Regions from separate parts of the Sus scrofa genome. Here region 2 is linked to region 1. Evidence: chromatin contacts called from public Hi-C data. All regions are on one chromosome and are shown on one strand. The core of a region is the stretch at or near the end of the contact, and the rest is flanking DNA. Distances in the headings are between cores, read along the strand shown. Region 1 has its middle 14 kb from the start of RHOBTB2. Region 2 holds the start of CHMP7 (charged multivesicular body protein 7).

Evidence for each region. Hi-C and Micro-C count contacts between places; a contact is called where the count stands out from the background.
Region 2: a contact with region 1 is called in a Hi-C map of retroperitoneal adipose tissue, with 2.5 times the contacts expected there. The contact joins the promoter of CHMP7 here to the enhancer-like site in region 1. A contact is called at or near these places in 1 of 5 promoter capture datasets (fetal skeletal muscle), 8 of 47 Hi-C or Micro-C datasets (embryonic fibroblasts, heart right ventricle, liver and 4 more) and 1 of 2 datasets of contacts at active chromatin or transcription factors (alveolar macrophages).

What each region holds. Positions count from the first base shown.
Region 1 is chr14:7,206,193-7,212,589 of Sscrofa11.1, forward strand. No RefSeq gene overlaps it. Among named protein-coding and RNA genes, the nearest start is that of RHOBTB2, 14 kb to the right of the region's middle. Within about 2 kb of position 2,934, at least 38 of the 83 cell types and tissues checked have an H3K27ac peak or open chromatin away from gene starts, as enhancers often do. A contact at or near this core is called in alveolar macrophages, fetal skeletal muscle, omental adipose tissue and 2 more, where this site is marked.
Region 2 is chr14:7,387,004-7,393,400 of Sscrofa11.1, forward strand. CHMP7 (charged multivesicular body protein 7) reads left to right here and starts at 3,063. Exons shown (of 10, transcript XM_021074113.1): 1 at 3,063-3,542; 2 at 5,386-5,557. The coding sequence starts at 3,244.

The sequences.
Region 1 (6,397 bases), core at 1,684-4,183:
CTGACTCTGGGATGTTTAGGGCAGGTGGATAGCAGCCCAACTGTAAGACCCTGATAAACTAGTTGGTAAGCGGGGTATGGACCCCAGATTGGCTGGTTTGCACAGGAAAGTCATGCTCTTGAAAGTTTCCCAGGAGGATGGAGACAGACATCCCCCAACTCCCAAATGTGGCTGTTCACCCTGGAGATCTGCAGTGGACACCCTCTCCCAGAAGAAGGATGCTCAGCCTGGGCAGCAAGAAACAATGGCCTGCGGAAAACAACTGCCTGCATAGATTAACCTCCTGCAAGGATTCACTGCCCTCTGTCAAGGGACTTGACGCTCGACCCCTGACCCCTCCACACACACTTTCCCCTCCTTCTTCTTCGTCATTTCTGGTCCAAGTTCCTGCCATGAACTCCATCCAGCCACAGATTCCTGCCTCGGATCCTTTATAAAGCCTGGCACCTCCTCACAGTCAGGGCTGCTGCTATCTTGAGCTCAGCCTGTGCCCCTCAGGTGCCTTAATAAATCTCTTTTGCTTTACTAACTTGGCCTAGCATGTTCCTCCCTCAGCAAACCTAACAATTCTATCTCTGGAATTTGCTAGCGTTGGTGCAGGGGTGGGATGGGGGGGGGGGCATTTCTCCAGAACAGCAAAGCTCCAGATGTCAAAACATCAGAAAACACAAAAAATCAAATGGCATGGTTAACACATGGAGTAAAGGGCCAAGCCCCCTTAACTTGACTCTGGGACAGCTGTGAAGGGGGCCCCACAGCTCCCAGAGGGCTCTTCGAGGCCTGGATCACTGCCTCACAGTCCACCCTCCCCCTCTGCTCCCTCACGTGGCCCCACCCTGGGGAGCACACCCCAAGACACTTCCCAGGCCTGCAAACCTCCATCTCAGCCTCTGTCTCCCAGGGAACCGAGTGAAGGCACTCTCCAAGCACCGCTAAGCACCACCCACCCCTCCCCTTTCCATCGCAGCCAAATTTCCTGAAAGAGCCACCTCCCCCCATTGTCGCCACTTCCCAAAGGCAACTTCCACAACTTTGGCTCAGCTATTCTCAAACTTCAGCGTGACTCAGAGTCACACGAAGGGCTCGTTCAGCCACATGTCGTAGGCAGCCGGCTCCGAGTTCCTGATTCAGTAGCTCTGAGATGAGGCCCAACAATCTGCTTTCCTTCCCCCCCCACGTTGGAGGACCCCTGCTTTCAAAAAGCCCCTTCCTGGTGGGGCCTCTGTTTCCTGTCAGTCTCCCCTTGTGCCTTCCTGAATCTTGACATCCTGTGACTCCTGCAGTCACTGAGGGTTCTCCTGGAGACAGGCCCTCCCTCTTGCCTCCCAGACTTTGTATGGATTTTGTTTGCATCTCAACACACCCCTCATGGGTTTCCCCTGCCCCACGGGTCCCCTTCCAACTTCCTGTCTCTTCTCAAGTCACTTCTTCAGGAAGTTTCCCTCCTCGGTTCGCCTCCCTTCCCAGGCAGCCCTCTGCAAGGCATCCCTGAGAGAGTGGGGGCACTGGACACCAGGGAGACGGCTCTTTTTGATTATAGAAGCCCCTCTTCCCGGCTGAGGCAAAATGGCAAAGGAAGAGGCTGCGATGGGGGTGGGGTGTGCTGGGCCCCCTGGAGGCTCTGGTGAGGACAGAGAGGAAGAGGCTGCTGTGTCTGCAGGATTCGGGGTGCTTCCTCTGGCCCTGAATGAATGCCCTCTCCTCCCCAAGGCTGGCAGTCTTGTCCTGCTCTCCTCAGCCCCTGCAGGCCCCCTGCCCTCAACCTCTCTGTCCCTCCCACACCCCACTGCATGGGCCAGATGAGACCCACATCCTGCACCAGCTCTCCCAGGGGAGTGGCCTCCCCACTCTGGGGCGTCCAGCCAGCCCTGGTGGGAGTCATGTGATCACTTTGGTATGCGTGACAAGCTCCCCAGAGTGATGCTTTGAGGGGTGACCTTGCCAGGACAGAACCAGCTCCTTGAGAATTTGCTGATGTACAGCTGGACTGCTCCCTGCGCCTGGGGGCAGGGGGCAGGAGTGGGGGATGGGAGAGGCAGAGTCAGGGGCCCACTCGCTTTTTCTCTGCAGATATTTGGCCCCAATTTTTAAGCCCAGGTTACGTAACACCTGAGGAGAAGGACGCTCCCCTGTCACCCACACCTTTCCCTTTCTGTGGAGCATTTCACAAGCTCAGCTGCTTCTCAGAGAAGGTCTATTTTGGGAGCTGTTTCCATTTGACCTATATTAAGCACAGTCACAAGGCAGAGGCAAGTTGCGGGGTGCAGGGTGGCCTGCTTGCTCTTTGTGCTTTTTTGGTGTCACGGGTGAGGAAAACAGACAAGCTGGTGCCCACAGCTTGGGAGCCAAGACCCAAGTGGCCTGTGAGCCTCCCCAGGGCATCAGGCTACAGAAAGTTCTAGACTCAGATGGTCCATCTATACCTAGGGGAGGTACAGGCCCAGGCCATGGTCCCACTTCGCGATTCTGATTTGCCTCCGCTGAGGCCTTGCTGTCGGAGAACACCTGAGTCACTGCAGCACTGGTCAGGGAGGAATTTAGGTTCCCTGCAGGCCTAGAATCTACCAGGCTAGGCCAGGATGCGTCCCAGCCTGGGCCTGTGAAACGCAGTTAGTACAGTTTTAATTGGCCTTCATGTCCCTTGGCGGGGAGTTCTCCTTTCTGAGTTAATAATTAAAATCACATGACCAGCAGGGGGAGAGAAAGGGCTGTTGGGAGCCACTGGCCCAGGCACTGTGCACAAACACGTACCGCTCAAGAATTCCCACCACTTCTCAAGTGGCCCGTGGACAAAATGACAACAGAAGTGATTCACCAACTAAACACCCCCTTTACCCCTCTTCCCTGGGGGCATGTTTTCTCACTTGAGCCCCTTCTCATAGTCCCCCCTCGGAGTCAAGGGCATCATTCCTGGGTCTAAACCTTGGCCCCATGCTGCTGACCCCAAAACCTACAGTGCCAGTGCTTCATCTTTCCTGGGAGTCAAGCCCATACCGCCACAACGTCCTCCCACTGATAGAGCACATTCAAAACCTTCAAAGCAGAACTGCACGCCTCCTCCACTCCCAGGTCAGCCCCGCTCTTAGGATGCCCCGCTCTTCCACATAGAAGCACAGAACTGAGGCTGACCTGACGGGAACTTGTCCAGCCAGCCCGGAGATGCTGGTATTACATCCCTTCGGAACTGCTGGAGGGGAGTCTGGGCTTTGTACTGTGAAGCAGACAGCAGGCTTTCTGACCCCAGCCTTTGTCATGGAGTTAGGGAAGGGCTCCCCTCCAGATGCTGGGTTTGTCCTGCACACCAAAACCATCACCCGACTCCTACCAGAGCTGGCTGGAAGCACCTGGGAAAGTGGGAGGGGGCTCCTCTGGGGGGGTTGGCGCTCGCCCTTTGTGAGGAGTGGGAGGAATGGACAGAGCTGGGCAAGGAGTGTAAGCTGAGCAGAGTGAGAGGAGATTTAAAAACTTGAGGTCAGAGGATCCCACATTGCCTTGGGCTGTGCTGTATGTCACAGACGCGGCTCGGATCTGGCGTGGCTGTGGCTCTGGCGTAGGCTGGCAGCTATAGCTCCGATTAGACCCCTAGCCTGGGAACTTTCATATGCCGTGGGTGCGGCCCTAGAAAGACAAAAGACAAAAACAAAACAAAACAAACTTGAGGTTGGATTACATTTAGAGCAGATAAGCAATGAGGTCCTACTGTCTAACTCAGGGATAGACCAGTATCTTGGGATAATGATGGAAGGTAATGTAAGAAAAGGAATACACACACACACACACACACACACACACACACACACACACACACGCACGCACGCACGCACGCAGGGCTGGGTCACTTTACTGAACAGCAGAAACTGGCACGACATTGTAAATCATGTATAACTTTTTTGTTTTGTTTTGTTTTTTAAAGGAGAGAAGTTCTTGTTGTGGCTCAGCAGTAAGGAACCTGACTGGTAACCATGAGGACGTGGGTTCCATCCTTGGCCTTGCACAGTGAGTTAAGGATCCCACGTTGCCATGAGCTGTGGTGTAGGTCGGCAGCTACAGCTCCCATTTGATCCCTAGCCTGGGAACTTCCATGTGCCACAGGAAAAAAAGAAACACACACACACACACACACACACACACACACGAGAAAAAAATTAAAACTTGAGTTTGGGGAATTCCCTGGTGGCTCAGCTGGTTAAGGATCTGGCATCGTTACTGCTGCGACCCTGGTTACACCTATGGTGAAGTGTCCAACCCTGGCCCAGGATCTTCCATATGCCATGAGAGCAGCCAAAAAAAAAGGCGAAAAGACTCCTTGAGTTTGGCCTTGAAGGGTGGCTGGAGGAAAGGGTGAGTAGTGCATTCTAGGCAGGACGACAGCCCTGAAAAGGAGCAGAGTAGGTAAGGCAAAGTACATGCACTGTATGTGGGATGCTCTGAGACAAGGGCCAAGGAGGGTAAGGAGAAAAAGATGGAAACAGTTAAGGGAAGTCCTTCCAGCTCAGCAGCCCCTTTCCTTCTCTTGTCTCCTCCCTCCCTACTCCCTGCAGTATGACAGCCCTGCTACCTGTCACCCTCAGGGGACTCCTGGGGTGGGGGTGTGGAACACTTTCTGCGGGCTGAGACTGGGACAGTGCAGACCAGGCTTCAGATGACCCAGGGGGTCTTCCTGTCTCCCAGGACCCCTGGCAGTAAATACTTTTGAAAGGCCACTTCTGCCCTAGGGGCAGGAATGCTCTGGCAGTGGGGACGCTGAGACCAAAGGGCCAAAGGAAAGGATAGAGGAAGCAGAGTCAAACAGAGGCAACGGAGGGATTTGGGAAGAAGAAAAAAAAAATCCACTTTGATCACCAAGGAATAAAGAAAAGGCCATGTTTTCTGCTCAAGGATATGCCAAAAAGAAAAATAATTTTTTAAAAAGGGAGAAATTCCAGTGGAGGGGTTATGGTCCTTTTCAACTAGGGTAAACGTCAAGAGCATTGCCTCTCTCGATAACAGAATAATGGGTAGAACACACTTAGGGGGAGGGATGATAATATTCGAATCAAGATGTCCCAGGCTCCCAGATGTCCTCCTCGGCTCTTATGTGCCCTATGAGGACCCTCAGAGAGTGGAGGTCAAAGATTTCCCTCTCTTCACCTTGACCGCTTGGCAATCTAATGTGGATGCAGATCCCGGTGTGACACCCAGCTTGAGTCCTGGCTTCAAGGAAAAAGCAGATGCTGGGCACCAAAGTGACTGCTGTCACTACCCAACTCTGAAGTCTCATCCTTGGGAAGACAAGGCTCGTCCCTGGGATGGTCAAGCAGTGGTCTGCCCTCACTACCCCTTCCCCACATCTTCTAGACCCCAGTGTTGGACAGGGCGATGCCCAGGGGTGGGGAATGGGGAGGCAGGTGTGAGAAGGGCCTTCCAACCTTAAGATCCTTTGAGTCTCTGTGAGTGCTATGAACGACTTATCTCCCTAGAACACAGATTTTATCAGGGAATGTCTCCAGCTGTCTTTTAACTCCATCTTTTGTGTCTATGTGTGTGTCTAACAGCTGCATTCTGTATTGCGGTATAACTGACATCCAATAAACTACACATATTGAAAGCATTTAAAAAAAAAAAAAGAGGCAAGCTCCCACTCTTTGACCGTTTCCCACTTTCTGCTAGTTTAGAAATGTTCCATTGAAGAAAACGGTCTCCTTGTCTACTGGCCACATGCTACACAAAGGCAGGAAAATTGATTTTCACCCCATTATTCTAGCACCAAGCACTTCACTGGAACATGGTAGGTGCTCAATAAACACTCCTTGGGAGAACACATTTGCAAAGAAAGAAGCTCCGTGATAATTGCAGCTCTAGAAGAATTGGTGAATTCCATGCAGAGATGGTAATACTAGGCAACTGTTCAAAAGGTATGAGTAAGAAAATAGCTACAGGGAGTTCCCATCGTGGTGCAGTGGAAAAGAACCTGACTAGGAACCATGAGGATGTGGGTTCACTCCCTGGTATCGCTCAGTGGGTTAAGGATCCAGCATTGCCATGAGCTGTGGAGTAGGTCAAAGATGTGGCTTGGATCCGGTGTTGCTGTGGCTGTGGCAGAGACTGGCAGCTGCAGCTCCAATTTGACCCCTAGCCTGGGAACTTCCATATGCTGCAAGTGCAGCCCTAAAAAGAAAAAAAAAAGGGGGGGGGATAGCTATAAAATATATTTAGGGACAGTTTGGGAAATATGACTATCAACTGGGTAGTAGATGATATCAGGAATTTTTGTTAATTTACTTAAGTGTGATGATGGTTTTGTGGTTATGGAGAAAAATGTCCTTTTTGAGAAAACACATGTTAAATTTTTTAGAAATGTCGTGATGTCTACCAAGTTATTTTGAAACGCTTTGGCCAAGAAAAAAAAAAAAGCGTA
Region 2 (6,397 bases), core at 1,813-4,312, 180 kb after region 1:
AAAACATAAGCACCATATCATTGCACTCAATTTGCTAATATCACCAAATATCCAGTTAATATTGAAAGTACTATCATAGATGAGTGTTTATCTTTATGTAAGTTGGACCCAAATCAGACCCAATAACAATGCACATTAAAAGTCTCTTTGTTGCCATTATCTTTAAGTTTTTTTTTTTTTTTTTTTTTTTTTTGGTCTTTTTGCCATTTCTTGGGCCGCTCTCCGGCATATGGAGGTTCCCAGGCTAGGGGGTCAAATCGGAGCTGTAGCCGCAGGCCTATGCCAGAGCCATAGCAATTCGGGATCCAAGCCGCGTCTGCAACCTACACCACAGCTCATGGCAACACTGGATCCTTAACCCACTGAGCAAGGCCAGGGATCAAACCCGCAACCTTATGGTTCCAAGTCAGATTCGTTAACCACTGAGCCACGAGATGGGAACTCCTGTTGCCATTATCTTTTTGAGGAAACAAGGTCATTATCTAGCAGAATTCTTCAACCTGGATTTTGCTGATTGCAACTCAGTTTTGCTTAGCATATTCCTCTACTTTCTGATTTTTTTTTTAACTTCCATTAACCAGTATACTTAGATCTAATGGCTTGATCAGATTCAGATTCAGTTTTTGGACAAAAATGCTTCATAGGTGGTTCTGTGTACTTCCCATCACATTACTTCAGGAGGTATGTCGTATCTGGTTGTCTTTCTTTCTGTGATGTTAAGATTAATCAGCAGGTGTTGTCAAACTGACCCATCCATTCTAAAATGCCAAGGGTGCTATGTGAGGTGGGGTGTTCAGACAAGATCTTTCAGTGACCTGTAAGCTGTGACCTAAGGAAGAAAATGAGCTAGTCCCACAGAGCAGAGGAAGAGAGTAGTGGTTGGAAGCCTGGAGCGTGAAAGCTTTGCCACATACCCACCTGCCCCTCTCAGGATCAGCAGAGCTTCCTTTCGGTTCTGCACTACTCCCTGCAGCCCTTCTAATCTCTAAAAGGTGAAGGCAGGGAAGTCTGCGCCCAGAGGTGTCAGGAACCCAGTAGCGCTTTCAGGTGCAGGTGGACACCAGTGCCCAACTTTGCTTTCCTTTAGATGCTTAGGATCTGGACTATTCTGACTCAGACTCAGAGATCTCTGGCAGAAAACAGCCTGGTCTCTCTCATGACACAGATCAACCAGCCATTTTATTGGCATGACAGCATGAAGAAATGTGTTTCTCAGGGTACAGCTTATTTGCTCAAGTTACATACTATTCTTCTTTTCTGGAATGTTCTCCACCAGACTTAACGTAGTTGTGGTTCAACATTCTCATCTATAAAATGGAAGAAGTACCCAAACTCATCGCACAGGAAAGTGTCAAAATTTGGTCTTTTGTTTACAAAGCCGGAGGCTAAAGTCGTCAAACAGATTTTAATCAGTAGTATATTACTGCAATAAGGAAAAGAGTCCAGGGTGAACTGAACTCAGCTTCTATTTGTACAGAGGTGACTGGGCTCTTTAAAGGGAGAACAAGGGGATAGGGAAGAGGGTAAGCCTGTCTCAGTAGAGTCAGTGAAAAATTACACAATGCAGGAAGGGAGGGTTGATCCCTGTAAAACTCATTTGGGTTTGCTAACTAGGGCTTATCAAAGTAAGACTCCTCCCCTCTCACAGAGGCTAGGAGACAGGGGCTCTGTCTTCAGGTGTTGGCTGGAACAAATAGTAAATTTTTTTTGATAACCTTGAGTTTTCTTAGGCAGGCACTTTAAGGGGGGGTAGGGTCACCTTACAAATATGCCTTCAGCTGCTAGAAACTGTTAGTTTTTGTTCACATCTTTATAGACTAAGGTTGACAGGTATAGTTAAGAAGACTTAGAGGAGCCTGTCTAGAGTGTGGTCAAGAATTTTTGTCAATTGCTATGAGTATTAAATGAGGTATTGTCTGTGAAAGTGCTTGGAGGAATAACACAAGTCATCAGTATCAACACATTCATTTACGTAACCAATCATATCACTTCCTCTCCTTTAAAATGCTTATTAAAATTCTTCCTTACACTAAGTCCCAACTACTAAACATCCTGTCACTCAGTGATAACACCCACTACATCATTTGCCAAGTATTTTACATACATTGTAACATTTCCCTCAAACAACCCTATTAGGAAATATTACTTTACAAGAGGCCCAAGGTCATACAGCCAGTGAGCGACAGAGGCCAAATTTATGTTCCACTCTGATGACTGTTACCTGGTTCCATTAAATAAGAAACTCTTTTCACCTTTTAGATGGTTCAATTAAAAAGAAAACCAGTTTATTCTTAACACACTGAATATGTCTGTTACTCGTTAAGATTTTTGTGTCTGTGTGTGAGAGAATCTAACAATTCTAAGATAATTAGAAGGGCAAGGGTCAAGGTATGCCCTTTTCAGTTTATGAAATAGTTCTCCAGCACCACCATGCATTACAGATATTAAAGCCATTGCACCGCTCTCAGGGAACGAGGGAACAGGACCCGGAATAGTAAATGCTGTATTGTTCAGCCCATGCTGTACTCTTTCATCGTGAAAGAGATCAACGATGAGTCAGAACAGTTGGAGACGGTTTCAAGGAAAATAAGAACTGAGCGCGATCTTAAGGGTATATTGATTCTGAGAAGGTAACAAAGGGACACTCCAAGATAGAGAAGGTGAGGAGTGAAAGCTTATATATCCTTGAAAATCCGGGTATACACTCTCACAGAGCTTAAGTGATCGAGAGTTTTGTTTATCCGTGACGTTATCGTAAAAGGGAGCTCACTCGGAAGTTTAAATGTCTGAAGAACGCCGCTACAAGGTGATCTGCGTGGCTGACGCTCGTGCCTCTGGCGCCCCTTAGCGGGACTCTACAGTCCTATCAGAAACCACCACAAGTTCGGCGGACAGTCGTTTGCCTCTACGATGCTTTGCCAAACTTCCCGATTCCAGACGGGGTGCGACGATGCGCACTTACCCGCTGCGCACACGCGACGTCCTCCTTACCGCACAAAGGCTGCGGGAGGAGGGGTTGGCGCAAGCGCTCTGAGTTTCTCGAAAAATAGGGTCATCATCCTACTTCCGGGCGCAGGCCGGGCGGAGACGCGTGCGCCGTGAGGACACGCGGACTTATTTCATGGGGCGGTGACGTAATGACAGAAGAGGAGGTGGCCAAGGAACGGAAGCCGGGAGGGAACCAGGACGGAAGGGGACCAGGGCCAGGGTTGTGTTCGGAGCCTTGGCGGGGCTGGGGTTCCGATGTGGTCCCCGGAGCGGGAGGCCGAGGCCCCGGCCGGGGGAGACTCGGCGGGCCTACTGCCCCCCGAGTGGGAGGAAGATGAGGAGCGCATGTCTTTCCTGTTCTCCGCCTTCAAAAGGAGTCGCGAGGTGAACAGCACCGACTGGGACAGCAAGATGGGCTTCTGGGCACCGTTGGTGCTGAGCCACAGCCGCCGCCAGGGGGTGGTGCGCCTGCGTCTGCGGGACTTGCAGGAGGCCTTTCAGCGCAAGGGCAGCGTCCCGCTGGGGCTGGCCACCGTGCTGCAGGACCTGCTGCGGTGAGGGCGGGCCCGGGCCGGGGGGCGGGGCGGCTCCCCGCGGGCAGGGACCCGGGCAGTTCTCCCGAGCGCACGCCGCCCAGCCCAGGAGCTGGCCCCCTGGGCAGTCTCTGTTTGCTCTGTGGGCGAAGAAGGAGGCTAGGTTAGGGGGTGTTGGGAGAGAGAGGGAGGAGGGTGGAGGGAAATTGAGAGGCCAGGGTAGCCTCATTACGGAGATGCAGAGGGTTTAGAGTAGAAGCCAGCCTGTCGGAGGTGACAGTGATTTGTCTGGACTGGAATCCCATTATGTAGTTATTTCGTAGGGACTTCTGAATTCAGATTACCTCGAAACATAAATGGTCCATGAGACAGGATTTATTGAACTAAGGAAAGGCAGAGCTAAGAAGACAGTTGTGGGGAAGAGGCCTGTAGGGATCTTGCTAGCAGCCTCCCAGCAGAGGTCATGTGTCTGGCCTGTCTTGGCTTATCCTTGGCACAAGCGGTTTGGAGCAGAAGACATGAGGGAGGTTGAGGGCTTTACTGAGTATCTTGGTGCCCTTTAGGTGCTACCTGTGCAACAGGTGCAGGGTTTTGGAGCTACCTCAGGTGGTAACGTGGACATCTTATACACATACAACACTTCACAGTGTGCAGGTACTTTGCACACACCATTTCATCTGACCCCCTCTGCAGTCCTGTGGGCAGGTGTCCTCAGCAGACAGAAGAGGAAACTGAACCTAAGGAGATAAGCGACTTACCTGGGGTTGCATAGCTAGTTAGAAGAATGGGGGAACTGGACCCCGGGGTCTTCTATTCTAAAGCATATGCACACGTTGTATATGTCATACCCAGAGCAGCCTGGCTGAAGACAAAAGTCAACTTTGATACATTGCTTTTAGCTTGCTGCTCTTTCTGATCAAGAGGTCTCTCCTCCTTTTCCCCAGCTCTCTTGCCTCGGCTGACATCAAAGTTTCAGTCCAGGCCCGAGATGGGGCGCAGGAGAGACAGTAGCTGAAGAAGTCGGTGAGGAGCAAGAACAGTCTGGGCTGCTTTTTTTTTTTTTTTTTTTTTTTGGTCTTTTTGCCATTTCTTGGGCCGCTCTCGCGGCATATGGAGGTTCCCAGGCTAGGGGTTCCCTACACCAGAGCCACAGCAGCACGGGATCCGAGCTGTGTCTGCAACCTACACCACCGCTCACAGCAATGCCAGATCCTTAACCCACTGAGCAAGGCCAGGGATCGAACCTGCATCCTCATGATGGTTACTAGTCAGATTCGTTTCTGCTGAGCCACAGCAGGATCTCTGAATTTATTATATTTGAAGAGATACTCTTTCTGTGGCCCTTAGCATAATAACCAGCCCATGGGAGCATTCAGTACATTTAGCAACGTATTACTAGTACCATGAAATGCTTATGTCTTATCTCCACCCTGGCTTAGGAATAGCAGAGAACTCTTTCTCTGAACATCTTTGTATTCTTCCTTATGTCTTGTCCTTGACACTAATCCATTGTTGCTGTTTTCATTTTATCATTTGGAACTCCATTTGTAAAGGGAAGTCTCAACACAGGCCCCATGACCTCCTGTGCCTTTGTAGTTTTAGCGGAAAGCTTGCATATTGGAGCCAAATTATAGTTTAGTTTTGACCTCTGTCATCTTCTCAATCCCTCAATTTTCTCTTGTAGAAAATTGTTACGCGGCTTAGAGCTGGAGCATAAACAGTGCTGCTCATAGTAGCTGGCACGGAGTAGGTGCCTGGTAAAAGGCGTTTATGATGATGATAATTAAATGCCTCTTTGTGGGTTAAGAGGGAAGTGGGACCTTGCGTGAAACCTACTAATGCCCTTTTCTTTTTTCACCTGCAGTCGAGGGGAGCTGCAGCGGGAGTCAGACTTCATGGCCAGCGTAGATAGCAGCTGGATCTCCTGGGGGGTTGGAGTCTTCCTGCTGAAGCCCCTCAAGTGGACTCTTTCCAACATGCTGGGGGATAATAAGGTTCCTGCTGAGGAGGTGCTAGTGGCTGTGGAGCTGCTTAAGGTGGGTTGCTGGAAGCAAGAAACCTGGGTGTCATCTGGAGTCATCTCCATGTTCCTGGGGTTGTGGGTGTATTGTTAGAATGAGAATGGGTCTTTTTCACATGTGACGGAGTAGATACCAGATCATTTTGCCTCCCTTTTGCAGTACTTGCTAGACTTTAGTTGCCAATTGGGCTTGTACATTTCAAGGGCAAGCCTTTGTCTAGGAGTTGTCACAGTTGATTATTTTCTCTCTTTGTAGGGATTAATGATAAGCCACAATTTAGAAAATGCTTTGCCTTTTGTAGTTTATGGACAAGAATTTCTTCCTGAAGACCTTGTAACTTTCAGTTTCGCCTTCCCCTAAATCAGCAACCTAGGCTCACATTTCCTCCTCTGTCTCTTACTTCTCCATCAGAAAAGCCAACAGGGGAGTTCTTGTTGTGGCTCAGTGGAGACCAGTCTGACTAGCATTCTTGAGGATGCAGGTTCAATCCCTGGCCTTGCTCAGTGGGTTAAGTATCCACTGTTGCTGTGAGCTGGGTGTAGGTTGAAGATGAAGCTCAGATCTGCATTGCTGTGGCTATGGTGTTAAGCTGGAAGCTGCAGCTCCGATTCGACCCCTAGCCTGGGAATCTCCATATGCTGCAGTGGTGGTGGCGGCCCTAAAAAAAAAAAAAAGAAGAAAAGAAAAGGGAAGCCAGAGTTCCTGTCGTGGCTCAGCGGTTAACGAATCCGACTAGGAACCAAGAGGTTGCGGGTTCGATCCCTGGCTTGCTCAGTGGGTTAAGGATCTGGAGTTGCTGTGAGCTGTGGTATAGGTTGCAGATGCAGCTTGGATGTTGTGTTGCTGTGGCTCTGG